2 separate regions of the Oryctolagus cuniculus genome follow, and region 1 is linked to region 2. A link is a contact called in public Micro-C data. All regions are on one chromosome and are shown on one strand. The core of a region is the stretch at or near the end of the contact, and the rest is flanking DNA. Distances in the headings are between cores, read along the strand shown.

Evidence for each region. Hi-C and Micro-C count contacts between places; a contact is called where the count stands out from the background.
Region 1: a Micro-C map of ear pinna shows a contact between it and region 2, with 9 times the contacts expected there. The contact joins two enhancer-like sites. A contact is called at or near these places in 2 of 6 Hi-C or Micro-C datasets (ear pinna and an unstated tissue).

The regions. Positions count from the first base shown.
Region 1 is chr12:8,841,962-8,845,306 of mOryCun1.1, reverse strand. No RefSeq gene overlaps it. Among named protein-coding and RNA genes, the nearest start is that of SYNM, 19 kb to the left of the region's middle. Within about 2 kb of position 1,911, at least 1 of the 8 cell types and tissues checked has an H3K27ac peak or open chromatin away from gene starts, as enhancers often do.
Region 2 is chr12:8,374,493-8,378,364 of mOryCun1.1, reverse strand. The region is part of intron 9 of FAM169BP (Protein FAM169B); the gene reads left to right. Among named protein-coding and RNA genes, the nearest start is that of FAM169BP, 60 kb to the left of the region's middle. Within about 2 kb of position 2,449, at least 1 of the 8 cell types and tissues checked has an H3K27ac peak or open chromatin away from gene starts, as enhancers often do.

The DNA.
Region 1 (3,345 bases), core at 662-3,161, 470 kb before region 2:
GGACTGCTCCAGGCGACTTCTGTCACCTGAAGTACTCTACCCACAGAACAAGCTTCACACACCTGCCATTCCTCCCTCGCTCTCCCGTAACCTGCTGCCACCTCCCCCAGAAGCCCCGAACGCCCGTTTCTGCAGCTCAGCATGAGATGAAAACTGCAGCGGTGCAGCCGTTCTGTGCACCTCACGTTTTGTGGGACTTGGGTGTGTGCACATAAACTAAAACGTCTTTCCTCCTGCGAATCTGTCTCTGTCTGCTGGTCTCATAGAATCAGTTATCAGATCATCAGAGGGGAGAGAGAAAGTCTGCAGCCCCTGCGTAAGAATCTCCAGGCTCTCTAGCCAAGGAGCTACAACTTGCATCAACATCGTGGCAACCTTCACTGCTCTTGTTGGCAAGAACTGAAGGCTTGGTAACAGCCGGTGCTCAGGAAGTGGCGGAAGAAATGCAGCAATTCATACAATGCTGGTGGTGGTGGGGGGGGGGGGTTGCTATTCTATTGTTGGCAGCGCTGGTTAGAATGCCAAACATATCTGCCGCTTAAGTGGAAATCTGTGCTACATCCCAGTGCCCGCAGGAGGCTTTTTGCAGCACCTGAGCACGAGGGAAAACCAGTGCGTTGTGTCTGAGATGTCCATGACACATCAGTTTTATTTTATTTTATTTTATTTTTTTGACAGGCAGAGTGGACAGTGAGAGAGAGAGACAGAGAGAAAGGTCTTCCTTTTGCCGTTGGTTCACCCTCCAATAGCCGCAGCGGCCGGCGCACTGCGCTGATCCGATGGCAGGAGCCAGGTGCTTCTCCTGGTCTCCCATGGGGTGCAGGGCCCAAGCACTTGGGCCATCCTCCATTGCACTCCCTGGCCACAGCAGAGAGCTGGCCTGGAAGAGGGCAACCGGGACAGAATCCGGCGCCCCAACCGGGACTAGAACCCGGTGTGCTGGCGCCGCAAGGTGGAGGATTAGCCTAGTGAGCCGCGGTGCCAGCCGACACGTCAGTTTTAAACAGCAAATCTTAAAGCACTGTTGGGCTCTTGAGAACACACATTTCAGTCCTATTACTGTGTCGTACGGTCCGTTCTCAGTGATTCACGGGGACTTACTTGTGTAGCTCTCAGGATAACTCACTGGGGTTGGGGATCCCATCAGTGCTGGCCTACGCATGGGAAGCCTCGGCACTAAAAGGCGCCCCCGCAGGTGGGGGGTTTGGCCCCAAGCAACCTCACTCCAAGTCCACGTTTGTAACCTCCATGGGTATTGATCTCATTTTTTTTAAAGAAGACGAAAAGAAACCTCTACAGATGGAGTTTTTTGATGATGCATGAGAAGTGTGATGACTTCATGCAGGTTTTCTATTTTCTAAGCTATTGTTTAGGCTGCAAAGACCACCAGTTGTCCAGCTTTGAAATCACCCAAGAAGTTTTAAAAATGCTGGCGCCTGGGACCCACCGCAGGGATCCCAATTTAATTGCACGAGGAGTAGCCCAGGCACGAGATTTTTACGAGCTCCCGGGGTGAGACTAATGCTGACCAAAGTCCCTGAGCCATGGGCACGGACCATGTAGGTCTGAAGTCCTGGATGGGATGGCTTTGAGTTATTTTTGCAGTTGTCGGGAGGGCCACTAGGTGGAGTGTGGTCCACATGACCGCTTCGTGGATTTGTATCACTCTGGGAGGCAAAGGATGGGGGCCGGCAGGAAGCAACCAGGGTTGTGGAACAGCTCCGTGCCCAGGTGTGCTGCCACGTACGGATCACGCCGCATCCTGTGGTCAGCAGACGCGGCCTTTACGTCCTGGGGAGAACCTCAGCGTCTTTTAAGCCTCGCTTTCGCTCAATCCCGGGAGGCGGGGCTCCGTAGTCTGTCCTGCCTCCGTGCCTTTCCTTGGATGTGAACCACAGAAAGTCGTTCTCTGTCGGAAGGCCACACCCTCTGTTGTGCGGCTGCGTGGATAAAGCGGAAGGAGGCTCTTTGGAAATCTCTTAATTAAAAGTGCGTAATTGACTGCGCAGTGAATTGCCACGAGGGCAATATTTAAACCCTATTTATAGATCCAGATTAGTGGTGGGCAGAAACAGGAGCAGCAGGAGGAAGCTGTTACATTAAGAAGACCCCTGTCCCCCTAGCACACAGGAGGGTGGTTTTTCTGGAAGACAAGGACCTCTGGGCTTCATTCCCGCCTTTGATCTCAGAGCGAACGCCCGCTCCACGCCTCCTGGTCACACATCGCCACTGTAAGTGCTTACCTAGTCTCCGTGATGCGCAGACTCAGCACACAAAGTTAAGGATAATCTGGCAATACAGTCAGCTTTAAAACCCAGTGTATTAGTATATCAGGGTTTCCACTATTCGGACTTTTCTCCATCAAAATCAAAAAAGAATGTTTTAGTGATGCGCAAATTCTGTGTTTCCAAGAGCAAAGAACTCTGGTTCCGTGAGGGACGAGATGCGGCTGAATCCCAGACCCGGCCACCAGTGTGCAGGGTGGGAGATCTCAACCGCGACTCACAGAACCTGCTCACAGCCAACCAAGACTCTTCCCAAATCTAGACCTGTCAACGTTCTGCTAGTTCTGCACTACTAGTGTCATCTCTCTACCCATCCATCTATCCATCTGTCCATCCACGCATCCATCCATCCATCCATCCATCCATCCATCTATGATTTATCACAGTGAATTGGCTCACGTGACAATGGAAGCTAAGAAGTCCCAAGATCTGCAATCAGCATGTTGGAGGTCCAGGAGGGTGAGCGATTCAATTGCAGTTTGAGTGCCAAGGCCTGAGAACCCAGCCAGTTGGTATAAATGCCAGTCCAACTCCAGTCGCGAACGCAGGAGATGACTGGCGTCCCGGCTCAAAGACAGGCAGGCAGACAAAATCGATTCCCTTATTCAGCCTTTCTGTGCGAGTCAGATCTTCCATGGATTGGCTGGAAATGCAGTAGTTTTCTCAAAGCACGTCCCACAGAATTCCGGCTCCTTGAGTTGTCAACACAGGTAATTTGGTACAAAAGGGTTCCGATGCCAAACAAGTTTGGAAAAAAATAGTTTTACAGGTGTGAGCATTTAGTCTAGCAGTAAGACCCCAGCATCCCCCCATGAACTGCCTGGGTTCAACTCCCGGCTCTGGCTCCAACTCCCGGCTCTGGCTCCTAGCTCCAGCAGACCCCGGGAAGCAGTAGCAATGGATGAAGTAAGATGAATCTGCCGCCCACGCAGGAGACCTGTGTGGGGAGCAACTCGGACTAGACTAAGTTACTGGAATTAAGACTTATTCTATGCATCTGCTCTCCCACAATATGGCGCTGGGAGAGGAGAAAACAGCTTCTACACAGCTGCCTCCAGTT
Region 2 (3,872 bases), core at 1,200-3,699:
CCTGAGAGGCAGAGAGAGCGAGCGAGCCACAGACTCCTATCTGCTAGTTCTTCCCCCAAGTATCTGCAATGGCTAGGATTGAGCCAGGCTAAAGCCGGGAGCCACACACTCAACCCAGGTCTTCCACCTGAGCCATCACCTGCTGCCTTCCAGGGTCTGCATGAGCAGGAAGCTGGGATCCGGAGCTGGAGCCAGGAAGTGAACCCAGCTGTGTGCAGAGGGAGGCAGGGGTCCCAAGTGCTGTGCTCACGGCTGGGCCAGGCGCCAGCTCCAGCTTTGCCATCTCAGTGGCAGCGTCAAAGATGGCGGGTGGTGGTGCTGTTTATTTCCCTGTTGACAGACAGGCAGGCTGTCTTCAGTTTGGGATTGTTCCAGACGGTCCCTGTGGTGTTTGTGAGGGGGAAGAACAGGGCCTCAGTGGCAGGTCCCAAAGGGAGGAAGGGCTGGGATGCCCAGGAAGTAGCCAGGGGGGACCCAGAGGCGCTGGTTTCAGGGTTTCCAAACTGCGTCTGACAGGCCGTGCTCTTTGCCTTTGTCTGCAGGAGGGAGGGGCTGCCCTGCGGGGCCTCTCTCGGGGACTGGGTGCAGGCTGGGGCTGCAGGCGGGGCGTTGGGTGGAAGCTGTGGGGGCTCTCCCAGGTTCACTGCCTGTAATTAAAATGCTGGCCTGTCTTCCCTCCTATCAGTGTCAGAGCCAACTCTGCAGCTGCAGGTGGCTCATTAGGTGCCCGGCATTGCCTCCTCTTGGGGACTGATTTCCTCGGGCGATGACAGGCCAGAGCGCCTTGGAGCTTATTGATGATGATGGCGATAGGTTTGGTGGCTGCGCTATGTTTTGGGCTCTGTGGATCTTTACAGATGAGTGAGTGACAGGGAGCGGCCGTGGCAGGATCCTAATGAGGTGGCGGAGGACCCCAAGTTAGGAATCAGGGATGCCAGATGGGGGCCTGCCCAGCCTGTGGGTTTTCCAAGTGTCAGAGATGAGGCCGCGGCCCTTGTGCCTGGAGCTGGCTGTTCCCTGGCTGGAAGGGAAAGAGAAGAGACCATGTGTAGGAATGCAGGCACCACATGCCCAGAGTGGGGAGGGCCTCTTGGCCTAACAGTGGAGAGACACGGATGGCTTTCTCCGGAGAAACCCAAGGGGGTTGTCCCTGAGTAAGCACCAGTGGGGTCTAGCCTGGTGACACTGAGCTGGGAGTCGGAGGCGAAACCCTCCACCTTGATTCACTCAGGCTTGGGACTTTCACAGAGAACATTTCAGAAGCACATTTGAGTCCTTGAAGGAAGCAGGGTCGTCAGTAGAACTAGGATGTGATTACATTAGTAAGACTGTAACTTTTAAATGAAAGTGGTTCTAAGTTAGGGTCTGTTCACTTCCTGTGTAACTCACGGCGTTCCAGATGTCACCCACGCCTCCTGTCTCCATCTTCCAGGGCCCCCGGCAGGGTTATACCTCGCGCAGGAGCTCCTGGGCTTCATCCTGCAGCCGCTTGTCAGTCAGTGCTGGCAGGTGCTGCAAATGCACTCAAAGGTGAGCGTGGGTACCCCGCCGGGTCCTGCTTTCCAGGCTGCTCCTGGCTTGGTGGAAATTAGCGGCTTGGAGCTCCCACGCCAGGCGGTGCTACAGATTCCCCAGGCATCTTGCCAGGCTCCTTAGGCTTGGCCATTAATTAGGCAGGGGTTCTCGCATTGCCCCTGTGTCCCTCGTGTCCCTTCACTTCCAAGTGCTCCTTGGAGAGTTCCCTGTGCCGTGGGGGGTGGATCTCTGAGCCAGGAGCCAGGGCCAGCCCTGAGCTTTCTGCTCTAAATAGGCATGGATGCTTCGACACCTTTCAAGGGGAGTTAACTTCTGCTCCTGGCAGATGGTTTAAAATCTGGTTTTGAAGTAGCCTCATTTGTGGACTGGGTCTTAGAAGGTTTGCTCAGTGCTGGCTGTTTGACAACATCTGTGGCTTTTAATGGTCCTGAACCCATTTACAGAGTATTTGCATCTTTCTGGAGAAGGAGTTTGTGGGCAATTGTCTCCTACCCTCAGTTGCAAATGGAACCCATGAAACTGGACCCCCGGGACCTGACTTCCACGCAGTGTGATTTCCCAGGCTGCTCGTGCCTCAACTTCCCTCATGGGAAGGAATGTGGCGGATGTGTCACCGCTGTATGCTCTTTGCCGAGATGTCGCTGGAGGCAGGAAATAGCTGCAGCCTGCTGTAGGAATCTGTTTCTACTCTGTACATCATGGTTTCACGTTCTTTCTCCAGGTGGATTTTTAATGGATTCAGTTGTCATCCGTAGGGAAAATTCTTTTCCATTTACACTGAAGTTTTTCAAAGCAGAGGGATTGTACAGAAAACATGTGAAAAATTTGAGATGGGGAGGTGGGTCCCTTTCTGAGATTGCAGCTTTAAGCTCGTTTCAGCGTGCTCTGCTGTATTGTCCGTTGTACAGTCTGGCAGCGAGCACTGTTTGGTTACAGAGCCCAATGCTGGGACAAGCACAGAAACCCGGCCTGCTGGGCGGCTGCCTAGTGCTGCTCTTTGACAGGTTGTGTGGCTCCCTCTAGTGGCCCTGATCATCTGTTGCAGACCTGGGTGGTAACAGGTGCTACTTTTCACTTAGCTGTATCTGGTTCTCCAGACACGTAAGCTTCCGAGTCAGTGTGTTCATTGCTTACAACTTACTGAATCTTGACTGTTTAGGAATAAAACTGAGGCAAACATTTGATAGCTTTTAGCTTGCTTTAGTCTATATTCCATAAAAATGTCAGGAAAATGGAAAATCGGTAGCGGCTTATTTACTTCATTCTCCCATTCATTCGCTCACCCATGCATTCGTGTTTTCCTCATTTGTTCATCTGATCACTGCAGTGGACAAGTGCCCACTCCAGGCACTGCTGTGGGTAAGGACACGGTGCTGAGTCAGGCTGACCAAGCCTCTTGGTCCCACAGACCCCACCACGACAGAGAGAATTAAAGTGTTCAGGAATCTGTGAGAACTTACAATTAAATTTTGCCAAGCCACATTTTGCTAATAAATTCAGTTCTGTAACTATGATAAAATTTTACTTGTATATAGATAATAGCCAAGTAATATTTATTCTCCAGCAGAAAAAAAGTTACATGTGTATTTTCAGCGCAAGCGCAGAACTGTGTATTTTTTTGCCATAGGAATCTGAACACCACACCCACATGGATTTGTGGGTGTGGGATGGGGAGGCACACAGCAGGGCCGAAAGTCGCCCCTTTCCACACTGGTACAGGTTTGATAGGAGAGGGAGGGAGAGCCGCACCTGTGAGCACCCTAGTGAGCAACAAGAAGGGCCTGGGCCTGCAACTGGAGACTCAGGCCAGCGGCCGCCCGAGTGGCTGGGAGAGCAGATCCTGCTCCAGCTCAGACAGGCTTCCGTGGGATCACCACCTCTCCTTCCTGACAGCTGGGCTCCAGCTCAGACAGGCTTCCGTGGGATCACCACCTCTCCCTCCTGACAGCTGGTGGGCCATCCTGTCCCCTCAAGGGCACCCTCGCAGCCGTCAAAGTGATGGTCATGGAGATGGAACGGGGTTGGGGCCGTCAGTAGATTTGGGAAGGCCCCCATGGCTTACTGAGTGGTCTGTTGCCCCGCCCTGTGCGTGACGCCTGTCTGCTTCTCCTGTTCTCTCCCTGGGGGAGGCAGTGTGCACAGGAAATCCAAAGGAAGACCCAAGTTGTGGTAGGCAGACTTCCCAGGAGGATGGAGCCGGACGGTCTGCCACTGGACAAGGCCATGAGGTAGGGTGACGTGGGCTATCCTGTGAGCTGCCTTTTCTCTGAGTGACTGCCTTGCCCAGGGGAGGGCTGTGTGTGCAGAAGCCTTGGGCTTGGACGTTCAGCAACCCT